2 separate regions of the Pan troglodytes genome follow, and region 1 is linked to region 2. The links are chromatin contacts, called in public HiChIP or PLAC-seq maps. All regions are on one chromosome and are shown on one strand. The core of a region is the stretch at or near the end of the contact, and the rest is flanking DNA. Distances in the headings are between cores, read along the strand shown. Region 1 holds the start of AEN (apoptosis enhancing nuclease). Region 2 holds the start of MRPL46 (mitochondrial ribosomal protein L46).

Region 1 (5,236 bases), core at 1,142-3,641, 140 kb before region 2:
TTCTTCCTGTGGTTACTGAGCCCTGGAAGCTTCAGAATGAAGTCAGAGTGGTGGTGCTGGGGTAAGCAGAGCAGGAAGAGGAAAAGGGGAAATGGTTGTGGACAGGAGGCTGGTGGAATCCTGGCCCAGTCATCCCCTGCCTGCAGGCACAACGCTGGGCTCCCTGGTTAATTTCCCTTGCAGTGTGGCACTGGTGGAGGAGAGGCAAAGCCCCTGCTGCCTGGGCCAGCCTCTAATTGCACTGGCAGGGCACATCCGCTCCTTAATTAGCAAAAGCCACAATATCCTGGCGGCTCAGAGAGCATGGCCCTAATTGTATTTCTGCAGCAACTGAAGGATAATTACCCTTCCCTATTGGTGCTGCTTTTAATTCTTTCTCTTTTTAATTGTGAGCACTTCCTCTTTAGCCCACCCTTCCATCCTTGGGTTTATTCTCTCTATCCAGAATGGGGGTGGGGGCTTGCCTGGTGATGGAGACGCTCAGGAGCAGGAGGAGTGGGGGGAGTCACAGAGAAGACTGGCAGTACCCAGCTCTGAGTCCCAGCCCCTTCCAGCTGTCAGCCTGAGACAGGGCACAGCTCTGCCATGGGTCTGAGAAAAACCAAGAAGTTCTTTTGTGGAAGATGTAAGGGAGAGGCGTTCCTCCCCCAGAGGCTGTTTATGACCCTCTTCAGTCCACCCCCCAGTGAGGTGCTGGCTCTGAAATTCCCAGCTGCAGAAAACTGAGACCTCCTTGCCCCATCCTTTAATCTATCAAGAAACAGAGATGGATGTGTGGTCTTTAATTTCTTTTACAAAAAAAAAAAAAAATAGCCCTGTGCCTCTTTGCCACTCTTGAGAGGAGGGTTAGTCCTTCATCCTTGGATTGTTTTAGAGAAAAGGACCTGAGTGTACCACTAGAGAACAATGCTAACTAAGGTAACCCCTTGGTTAATAGGAGAGCTTAGCACCCTAGGTATTTCTAGGAAAAACAGGCCTTTCTTAGGGACCTGGCAAATAAACTTCGAGAAGTAATAGACAAGCTAAAATGCACCACAAAGAGAGTTTGGAGAGAACCACAGCATCTCTCTGGATGTCAGCTTGCAGGACTGACTGATCTAGCTTACATGAGCAACCCTGGCCCTAAAGCCACCACCCAAACCACTGCCCTGCTAGAAGCTCACTATGAGAGCAGGGACTCTCACTCATTATTCTTCCCAGTGCCTCACGCGCAGCCTGGCCAGTGATAAATGAAACTGGTTGGCAAAGAAGCAGAGTTCAGAGACAGAGTAGGATTGTGAGGTGTGAACAGGGTAAATCCATTTTCATTGGCTTTTTCCTTACAGATCCAATGAAGATGAATTTGAAGTGATTGTGGCCCTAGTTTTCAAAATTCTTTAATTCTGGGCTCTATCTGAATTGGGAGAAGATGCAAGCAATAAAAGAGGCTGCTATAGTCTCAAAGAAATATATTTTGAAAAAATGACCTGCCCTTGAGCCCACCAACTTCCACTCCCCACTTCTAATTTCTTTCCTCTGAATTTAGAGCTGTTCCCTTAGCAACGCTTGTTTCCATGGTTTCCTCCATGACAATGATCCCAAACCCCTCCTCTCTTTTACCTCATGACAGTAATGGATGATGGGGATCCTCAATGTGGCCACTCTATGTTACCATGGTAACAATTAACTGAGCCTTAATTTATCTTTTGTGAAGAGGGCTAGGGAATATGAAGCTTTTGATTTGGAGGGGGAGGGTCCAGGTCTGGAGCTACCATTCTCATAAAGAAGAAGATAAGCTATTTGTCTTAATACTAGCCAGTAGGATTTACTTCAAACATTTGTTCAGCCCTACTTTAAGCACAACTGAGTTTGAGGGAATCAAAGGGGTACAAGACATAGCTCCTAATATTGAAGGGCTTATAGTCTAGCACTAGGGCTCATGGTACCGCTGAACTCTGGCACAGATGGGGCCAATAAAGAATGTGGCTCTTGATAGCACCGTGATGATCAGGCATCTATCCACTCCCAGTATCCCCTCCTGCCAAGAACCAAAAAAAGACTGACTGAAGTGGTCTGTACTCACATTAAGGCTTCTTCCAGGCTGTTATCAGAGAGTTTCTGTCCTGAAAGGGAAAGAACTTTGACTTCCCCTCTTTTAGGGAAGTGGGGACCAATGCTAGCATCCCTGAGTAGGACTATTTGGTGCAGGAAAAAAGAGAAAAATAAACAGACCTGCCCATTGCCAGTGCAACAAAGGACTGGGATAATCTCCAGTTCCAGGATCACCATCACCTACCTGCAACAAGTCTTCCTGGGAAGCGATGAGTCAGCTCTTACACTGAATTAGAGAGTCATTGTCTCCATCCATTCAGCTTTTCTATTTGTCACTGAAAATTCAGGCCGAAAGCGCAGCTCTGAAGAATGAAAGCGGAAAAACAGACAAATAAAAATCAAAGTGAAGAGGACGGGACACCAAACACCAAACACAAAACACCAAAGCTGAGAGCTGAGCAGAGTGAATCCAAAAGCTGAGATATCCATTCTGCGTCACACGCAATGCAGTTCTTCCAACTTCTAGCTTTCCATCTTCATCTACAAAAGTTTTCACCAAATCTCTAATAATGAGGACCAATTATCTATTTTTAGGGGAAATCACAAAATTCTCTGGACCCTCAGTGTGCTGGTAACAACAACCTGCACTGACTTGGAAAGATGATCACAGTATCTCCTAAAATGAAGGGGGAAAAAAGCCATAGGACAATGTATAAGGCAGGTATGTTGAAGTAAGCTGCGAATAGATAGGTAAAAAATGTCATCCTTGCAAGTCAGTGCAATATGGATTAGCCAAAGTCAATTCCAGATCCTGAGTCCAGGACTCTGAGTTCTGTCCTTTGCTACTGGATGGAACTAAGGCAGATTCAATCCTTCTGTGTACCCTGCTCACTCAGCTAGTCAGAAAAGGATAAATGGCATCCTCTTATTGGTTGACAAGGCAATACACACCAACCAATGAAAGAATGCTTCTTCCTTTCCAGCCAATAAGAGCTCAGTTGTCTTCTTGAAAGTAGACTGTTTGTCCATAAAGAAAATAAACAGAAAGTGAATAATAATTTAAAAAAAAAACAACTGTTGCTATGGGACATTATTGATGTGATCAATGATAGCTGCCCCAGACAATTCATAAAGGAAAGCACTTCTTTGGGAAGAAAAGTACAAAAAGCAGACCAGCTGTCTGGTCTGGTCTAAAGGGAAGCTTCCATAGTAACATGTGAGAGAAAAGCATTTTAAAAGCATTTTAATGTAAATACCCCCAAAACTATCAAGTCAGTTCACCGAGCGAATTTTTGACCTTTTAAACTTATGCTGAAATTATAATGATTAAAAATTTTTATATTAATAATAAATGAAGGAAATGGACAGAAAAGAAGAGAACAAGAGGAGAAAAGAAAAGACCTTTGTGTTTATGCTTCAGGGCATCACAGATAAAGATATCACAGTTCCTGCCTGAAACAGAAATGTTCTCCATCCCCGTGTTGTCAAGTAATATCTCAGTTTAAAACAAACTTCTTTTTGTTGTTGTTATTGTTGTTGCTGTTTTTCGGGAAAGAGAACGTTCATGGCACTTAGACATATTTGAGATGAAACAGTGCACAGAGCACAGGCTGTTCTGGTAACTTGCTAGCAATTTCCTCTCAAATCATTCTGAGAATGTTACAGCTGCCTTTGGAAAATTATGAGTAAAATAATTTCCTACCCAGATGTTTCTAATGAACATAGGCAGGGCAAGGCTGACAGGTTAAAGTGGAGTCAATGTTTGTCAATCAAGGGAAACAGAAAAACTCAGAGGGTTAGAAGCTTTAGGTGCTGTATTTGCTAATTATGAAGGTAATGCTGGGGAGGAAGAAGAGAAGAGAATCTTGAGGAATCAAATGAGAGTGATGCTAGTGTCCATTTGCTAAGGGAGACACGTTTCCCTCTACCTGTGCTTTCTATGTGGTCTATGGGGCAAGGTGAGAAGTGGGGGTAGTCCAGAATTCAGCCCTCTCTCCCCTGAGGGGAGTGGTTTAGTGGGGCAGGGATGACTATCAAACCAGGGAGAAAGTTTCTCTCTACAGTAGACACCCCTGGACAATTTCCTTGTCTCCCTCCTGTACATCCATGAAAAGCAAAAAAATTTTTTTTCTCATTTTAAAGGGGAAAAAGAGAGGGTGGGGATAGGAACTCAGCTCCTTCAGTATAAAGGACTAAATGAAAAATATAAAAGCCCAAATTGTAAATCCTGGAGAAATAAAGCCAGCGGGGTGGAGGGGGGAGGGGAGGACTGTAGTGGTGGAAAGGTAAGTTGCTTTGCTATGCGCCTTGACTTAAAATAAAAACAAACAAACAAAAAACAGACATCTTCCAGGATTTCCCCAGACGGGGCCTTACGCGGGATCGATGTGCCTCTCACCTAGCCCAGACAAAGCAGGGGCTCCCCAGGAGATATTTTAAATAATCAAGGTGCTCACTGATTATCAGTGGCCAAAGCCCCGCCACCCACCGTAACCAAGGCAACAGGAGGCAAGTGCTGCGACTGGTTGCCTGGTAACCATGCTAGTGCCCAAATCCTGTCCGTTCCCTTCCTTCTCCACCTCCGTTAGCCCTGTTGTGATAGCGTCTCTCCCTCCGCTATCTTTCCCCTTCTTGGCCAAACAATAATCTTTGCTCCTCATACAAAGGTCACTTTGGGCTCCTTTGGGTAAAAAAACGCGTACCTTGATGTTCTTTTTGAACAGATTTCATCCACGCTTGAGTGTTGAGACCTAGATAAAATGTGCTTCTTACCTCGGCTTCAATATCTTCTCCCTCCACCCAACTCTTTCCCTTTCACTCACTCCTATTAAGGCATACAGAGAGCGCGGGGAGGAAGGAAGGAAGGGAAAAAGGAAGGGGGAGAGAGCGAGAGGGAGCGCGGGGGAGCGCAGGATTTAAATGTGGCGATTTTTCACGGAACACCAGAGCCTGGGGCTCACAGTAGATCCTCTGTCCCGCTTGCCCCTTTGCTCACCGCCTGCAATCGTGCCTCTGCTCCCCGCACCATTGCCTAAATTTGGCGCCAAGTTTTTCCACTGGTCGTGGCCAGGGCGAGAGAGAATGCTCTCCTAGAATCCCACACCTAAATCCCTGGAGAAATGAGGAAGATGAGTCCTGCTTTCTTCCGCGAACCTGTGTCACCTCCTGACCTCCTCCGCGTGGGGTCTGAGGGGCCGCGAGCGCA
Region 2 (5,875 bases), core at 152-2,651:
GGGGTTTCGCCATGTTGGCCAGGTTGGTCTCGATCTCCTGACCTCAAGTAATTCGCCCACCTCGGCCGCCTAAAGTGCTGGGATTAAAGGCAGGAGCTACTGCACCCGGCCAGGAGTTAGACACTTATGATTTCATACTTCCAACCAATGCTTACCTCCATTATACTATTGAGCAGATTATGGTTAAAATGTTTGCATGTTTGTCTTCCCTCAAAGACTGTGAACTACTTGTGGGGAGGAATGATCTTTTGTATCTGTATTCACGGCACCTAGCATGGTGTCTCACTCATAGTAGATTCTTGGTAAATGTTTGTTAAATGGATGTGAAGTTAAGTGGATGTGTATACAGCATACAGAGGTGGTGGCACTGGTGGGAAGCAAGATGCCAGTTCCTAGGGCTGAGCACAAAACCCACCCTAGACCATCCGTAAGACGTGCAGGAACATCTGTTCCATCGCTAGCGCCCTCCACCTCCCCATTTTGTTTTGGAGGCAGGGAAGGTTGTTGGTCTGAAAAGATCTCCATCTCAGAAGAAAAGAACGCTGATACATGTTATGGATATCTCACATTCACTCACTGATTTAACGAATGTTCACTGAACATTTAACTCTGTACCACGGCTCATCTGATTCTGACAACCACTCTCAGCATTATCCGCATTTTTAGATGAGAAGGCTGAGGCTCAGATTTATTTGCATAAGGTCCCACGGATAGCAAGTGACATAGCTGAAAATTCACTGGTTCTGACTCTGGAGGGTGTCGGGCAAGAGTCAGGGGTTGCGGGTCTCCAGAGGGCTGGTCCAAGTGGGGCTCACCTGAACTTGGTGTGGCTGGGAGCCGCGTTCTGTTCAACTTTCTGCTTGGCCGCAGCGTCCTGGAGCTGTCGAGCGCCTGTGCAGATGGTCCCGGCCGGCGTCCTGGCCACGACCCTGCTGGGAAGAAAAGCTCGGTGAGGGCCACGGCCTAACGGTCACTGGGGCCCGGGTGGCTCAAGGGACACGAGTAGGAGCATAGTCCTGGAGGTGGCGGTGGGCTCGAGGGGGCAGTCATTTGTTACCCGGCTGTCTGGGGCCAAGTCCAGGACCGCAGGAACCACGACCCCACGTTTCTCACAGCCTGCATGACTTGAATTGACCCCAGTCAGTTTCCGTCTGCAGCGACAGTCACAGCGCGCCGGCGCCGGTACCATGAGTGCCTGTCGGGGAGGGGACAGAAGGGAAAGTCATCTACTCTTCATTAGGTCCACTGAATATTTTTATTTCCATTTAAATGCTCAATAAGACTTTCACTGTAGTTCACCAGGGGATTCTTTCCCTTTTTTAATGTTCTGAGATGTTGGGTCACCCCTCCATATGCGAATGGTTCGTTCTAGCAGTTCCGGGACTGAGCTTTCCCCTAGTTTGCCGCTCCCGCGGCTGAGGGATCCCTGGGAGCCGCGGTGCATTGTGGGAGAACGAAAGATGGCGGCGCCCGTAAGGCGGACGCTGTTAGGGGTGGCGGGGGGCTGGCGGCGGTTCGAGAGGCTCTGGGCCGGTAGTCTAAGCTCTCGCAGCCTGGCTCTTGCAGCCGCACCCTCAAGCAACGGATCCCCATGGCGCTTGTTGGGCGCGTTGTGCCTGCAGCGGCCACCTGTAGTCTCCAAGCCGTTGACCCCATTGCAGGAAGAGATGGCGTCTCTACTGCAGCAGGTGGGACTGAGATGCAGGGTTCAGAGTGACGTTTATTCTGCGTGACTTTGAGGGAGTAATTTCACCTCTCTGAACTTAAGTATACGGTACTTATCCGCAGAATGGTACCTACCTTACTGACTTGGTTTGGTACATAGATGTTCAACAAAAAGTGGTTTCTTTTCATTGGCCGTGTTTATTGTCACCTTAGACAACTCTTTGGAGATACTCTACTTCTTGTTCATGCAACACAATAGGGATCCTGTGGTGAACAAGAATCGGTCCGTGTCACTAGGAGCTTACAAGTCTGGAGGGAGAAAGTCTTTGTGATGTGATGAATGTTAAGAAGGAAATACAAGAGGCGGTGGGCACATCTGTCAGATGCCTATGATAAGCCTACTCTGTTTTACCTCATGGGGCTATCTGTGTGAGGGGCAAGTGAGGAAGCATGGGCAAAAACAGTATAGTGGCTGTGAGGGTGTGAAGTCGCTACAGAAAGTGTTTGAAGGGTGATATGTTTCCTCAGAATCCGAGATGTTTTTGTCTTGGTCTGTTGAGAACTATAAACTTCTCTTCTGTGCTTTTTGCTTGATTTATTCATTTACTCGCTCGCTTGACAAATATTTGTTACTCAACCTACAGATGTTCATTGTGCCCATACTATGCATCAGAGAGTATGTTAAGTGATAGAGATGCTGTAATGAATAAGGCAGGAGTAGCTCTGGTTCTCAGAGTACTTCAGTCTAGTTGAGTGAGGGGATCAGTCAGTAACCAAATAATCATACAACTAAATGCAGACCCTGATAAGTGTTGTTAAGGAAAACACAAGGCACTATAAGAGTGTTTAACAAATACATCACATTTTGATTTTATGGTGAGTGTCAAGGAATGTCTCAGACTTTCTGAATACAGGTTTTTCTCTTTATGAGAAATGTCTCTCTGAGACAGTCATATTTAAATTGAAATCAGAAAGATGAGTAGGACTCTCCCAGAAGAAAGAATGTGAGGAAAAACATTCTAGGAAGAAGGAACAACGTCTTGAAAGTCCCTGAACAGGAAAGTCCTTGGTGAGTGAGATTCTGATCAAAGACTGACATGACTGGATTGTGGTGAGTCAGCAGGCATTGCCCAACCCAGCTCTCTGTTTTTGTAGCACTCTTGACCCCCAGTGACATCCTAACATTTTTGGCAAATGTAACTCAAGCCCAAAGTTCAGAGGACCTTTTTTTTCCTCCATTTCCTTTCTGCATGGTGTTTTGACTGTGTATCTGGTTATGTTGGGTGATAAACTTCTGAGCCTGCCAAGTGTGCCATGTCTCTGTTTTATTCTTCCTGTTTTTTTTTTCCTTTTAATTTTGCCAGATTAAGGTAGTTTTTTGCCCTTTGAATTTTCCCAGATTGAGATAGAGAGAAGCCTGTATTCAGACCACGAGCTTCGTGCTCTGGATGAAAACCAGCGACTGGCAAAGAAGAAAGCTGACCTTTATGATGAAGAAGATGAACAGGATATATTGCTGGCGCAAGATTTGGAAGATATGTGGGAGCAGAAATTTCTACAGTTCAAACTTGGAGCTCGCATAACAGGTTGTGATCCTTTTAGGCCAGCCAGAAGGAAGGGAAAAGGGGTATTTGGATTCCCAAATAAAAGACAGTTGCTTGGCCCCTGCTTTGTGTTTTAAGTAACAAATAATTTCATATTCTTTTCTTTGTTGCTCACATCTACCATAATACGACTTAAAAAGTCTGTCTTATTTTCGGGTGAGAGGTAAGGGTATTGGAATAGCCTTTTCTCTCAGTTAAACTTTGTGAATGTTATCTGTGTTTAACTCCAAGTTTGAGACTGAGAGTGGGGCAAATGAAGCCTTTTTCCACTAATTCCTGTGTTTTATGTGAAATCCCTCTTAAAGCGGGAGATTGAGTTCTGTTTTCCTTGTTTCACAGATGAAGACTGAAGAACAGAGAAAGTAGGGGCTAGTTAAGTCAGTAATAGTATCAAAACCAATGAAGTAGTTGTGTTTGAATTAGTATGATCATTGTTTCTTTTTTGAAGACTCAAAATATGGTTTGCTGTTCAAAGAAGCTTACCTCTTGATTTCTTACCTTTTAGTTTCCTCAAGATTGTGAGACTCTTCCCTGGAAGAGGTCAGAGTTAGAGAGATGGGTCGAGGTGTAATTTGGTTCTAAGCTCTTTGAGGGCAAGGATTGTGGATCTTAAAGGAAGATTGTAAAACTCCAGGTTTCTTGGTTCTGGCAGATCACAGTCTTCTTACCTCCTCTGACCCCCTTTGCTGTAGAAGCTGATGAAAAGAATGACCGAACATCCCTGAACCGGAAGCTAGACAGGAACCTTGTCCTGTTAGTCAGAGAGAAGTTTGGAGACCAGGATGTTTGGATACTGCCCCAGGCAGAGTGGCAGCCTGGGGAGACCCTTCGAGGAACAGCTGAACGAACCCTGGCCACACTCTCAGGTGGGTTTTCTGCCTTCCTCTAAATTCCACAAAATTCACTTCAGACTCAGCCAGAGGATTTTTAGGCTGACTGGGGAATTGGATTAAGGGTGGGGGTGGGAAGGTTAATGGAAATTTTGAAGTTTATAAAAATTTCAGCCAGAAAAACCCAGGTAAGGATTTTTTAAATTATTTTTTTATTTTTATTTTTAGACCAGGTGAGAATCCTTTGTTCCACTGAGATTTTAAAATTTAGTACATTCAAAATTGATATTTCTACCATTTTCTCAGCCTGCTTGTCTTCTTATCTTTGCAGCACTGCTTATTGCCATCACTGCTTATCTGTTCACTCAACTTGAAACCTCAGAATTGTCCTTGACCTCATTCCCACATCCATAAGTCCTTGAGTCCCTCGTGATCTGTTCTAAATAGTCCCCTCTTTGTTCTAACAGCTTTAGCTGTGACCCTCTTCACTTCTCACTAGACTAGGGTTTCCCATCTCTGGCATTATTGGTGTTTGGGGTCGGATAAGTGTGGGGAGCTATTCTTTGTGTTATGGGATGTTTAGCAGTATCTCTGGCCTCTACCTACTAGATGCCAGTAGCACTACCTCATCCCCTGACCCCACCCCCAGTTCAGTAACCAAAAATATCTCTAGACATGGCCAGATATTACCCAGGGAGCAAATTACAGTGGTTGAGAAGTACTATACTGAGCTATTGAATTAGATGCCCAGTAAGTTTAACCTTGGTTTTGTGGAGTGCCCTTCAGTGCTGCCAAAATGAGCATTCTGAAACACACATCCCTTGTCACTTCTCTGCATGGAATTCTTAAAAGGTTTCCAATAAAAATTCTAACTGTCAAGCATGGCCTGCAAATCTTATTTGCCCTGATCCCAGTCTCATCAGTCTGCCGTCTTGCTGTTCATTAATGTAAAATTCAAGTTCTAACTTAACAAACCTTTTGCATTCCTTGAATAATATGGTCTTTCATGTGTCTCTGCTTTGGGGCCTGCTGGTCCCTGATGAAATACTTTACTCCTTCCTGGCCTGACTGCTCAGTTTTTAAGACAGTTTATACATTATACCTTATGTGGTGAAACCTTTCCTGAGCCTTCAGGAAGACAGAGCTACTCCTCTCTCTAGGCTCCCATAGCACTGGTGTGTGTCCTTATTCCATTTATGCAACAGACATATAGAGTCTCAGTGATGAACAGGACACTACCCTACTCCCTAGGAGCTTGTGTTCTAGTGGAGAATACATTCTTTCACTTATGCCATTGCACTATAATTGTTTACTAACGCATTTTTCTCCCTAGTCAGAATTTTGACTTCCTTAAACATATAGGCAGTATCTGTTCCTCTCTCTGATCCTAGCTTTCAGCAAAGTACCTGGCACATAGGCATTTGTTGAATGTTGACTAAATGGATTTGGTGGTGCACAGCCACTTTACCTGCCCTCCCATCAGCACAAGTACCTGCTAACGAAATGTTGGTAGCCAGTGTGTGTCTCCTTGACTCTCCCAAGGGGCCTGTGTGGCCTGCAGGAGAGACATCAAGACAGAATGGAATATGGTAGGAGAGGAGGTTGCTGCTTTCTCAGTCTCCTCAGCCATCACATAGGAGTCAGCAGCTGAGTTTCTTGCGAGGATCATTGTGTCCAGATGCTCAACCTCTCTTAACGTCAAACATTCACAACTGATCCTTGCTCAGCTCCCCTTTCTGTTTGCAGTGAGGAAAGGGGTTCTACCCAAGCACTATG

The links. HiChIP or PLAC-seq counts read pairs in DNA pulled down with a chosen protein or histone mark.
Region 1: an H3K4me3 HiChIP or PLAC-seq map of stem cell-derived excitatory neurons shows a contact between it and region 2, with 2.5 times the contacts expected there. The contact joins the promoter of AEN here to the promoter of MRPL46 in region 2. A contact is called at or near these places in 4 of 7 Hi-C or Micro-C datasets (blood, induced pluripotent stem cells and stem cell-derived neural progenitor cells), 1 of 1 datasets of contacts at active chromatin or transcription factors (stem cell-derived excitatory neurons) and 1 of 1 other capture datasets (stem cell-derived neural stem cells).

The regions. Positions count from the first base shown.
Region 1 is chr16:80,397,086-80,402,321 of NHGRI_mPanTro3-v2.0_pri, reverse strand. It overlaps AEN (apoptosis enhancing nuclease), which reads right to left and starts at 2,391. Exons shown (of 4, transcript XM_016927377.3): 1 at 2,276-2,391. It overlaps MIR1179 (microRNA mir-1179), which reads right to left and starts at 3,015; the gene lies at 2,926-3,015.
Region 2 is chr16:80,256,417-80,262,291 of NHGRI_mPanTro3-v2.0_pri, reverse strand. It overlaps MRPL46 (mitochondrial ribosomal protein L46), which reads left to right and starts at 1,401. Exons shown (of 4, transcript XM_510572.7): 1 at 1,401-1,688; 2 at 3,065-3,251; 3 at 3,962-4,135. The coding sequence starts at 1,461. It overlaps MRPS11 (mitochondrial ribosomal protein S11), which reads right to left and starts at 1,428. Exons shown (of 7, transcript XM_009429786.4): 1 at 1,300-1,428; 2 at 1,058-1,195; 3 at 816-929. The coding sequence starts at 1,122.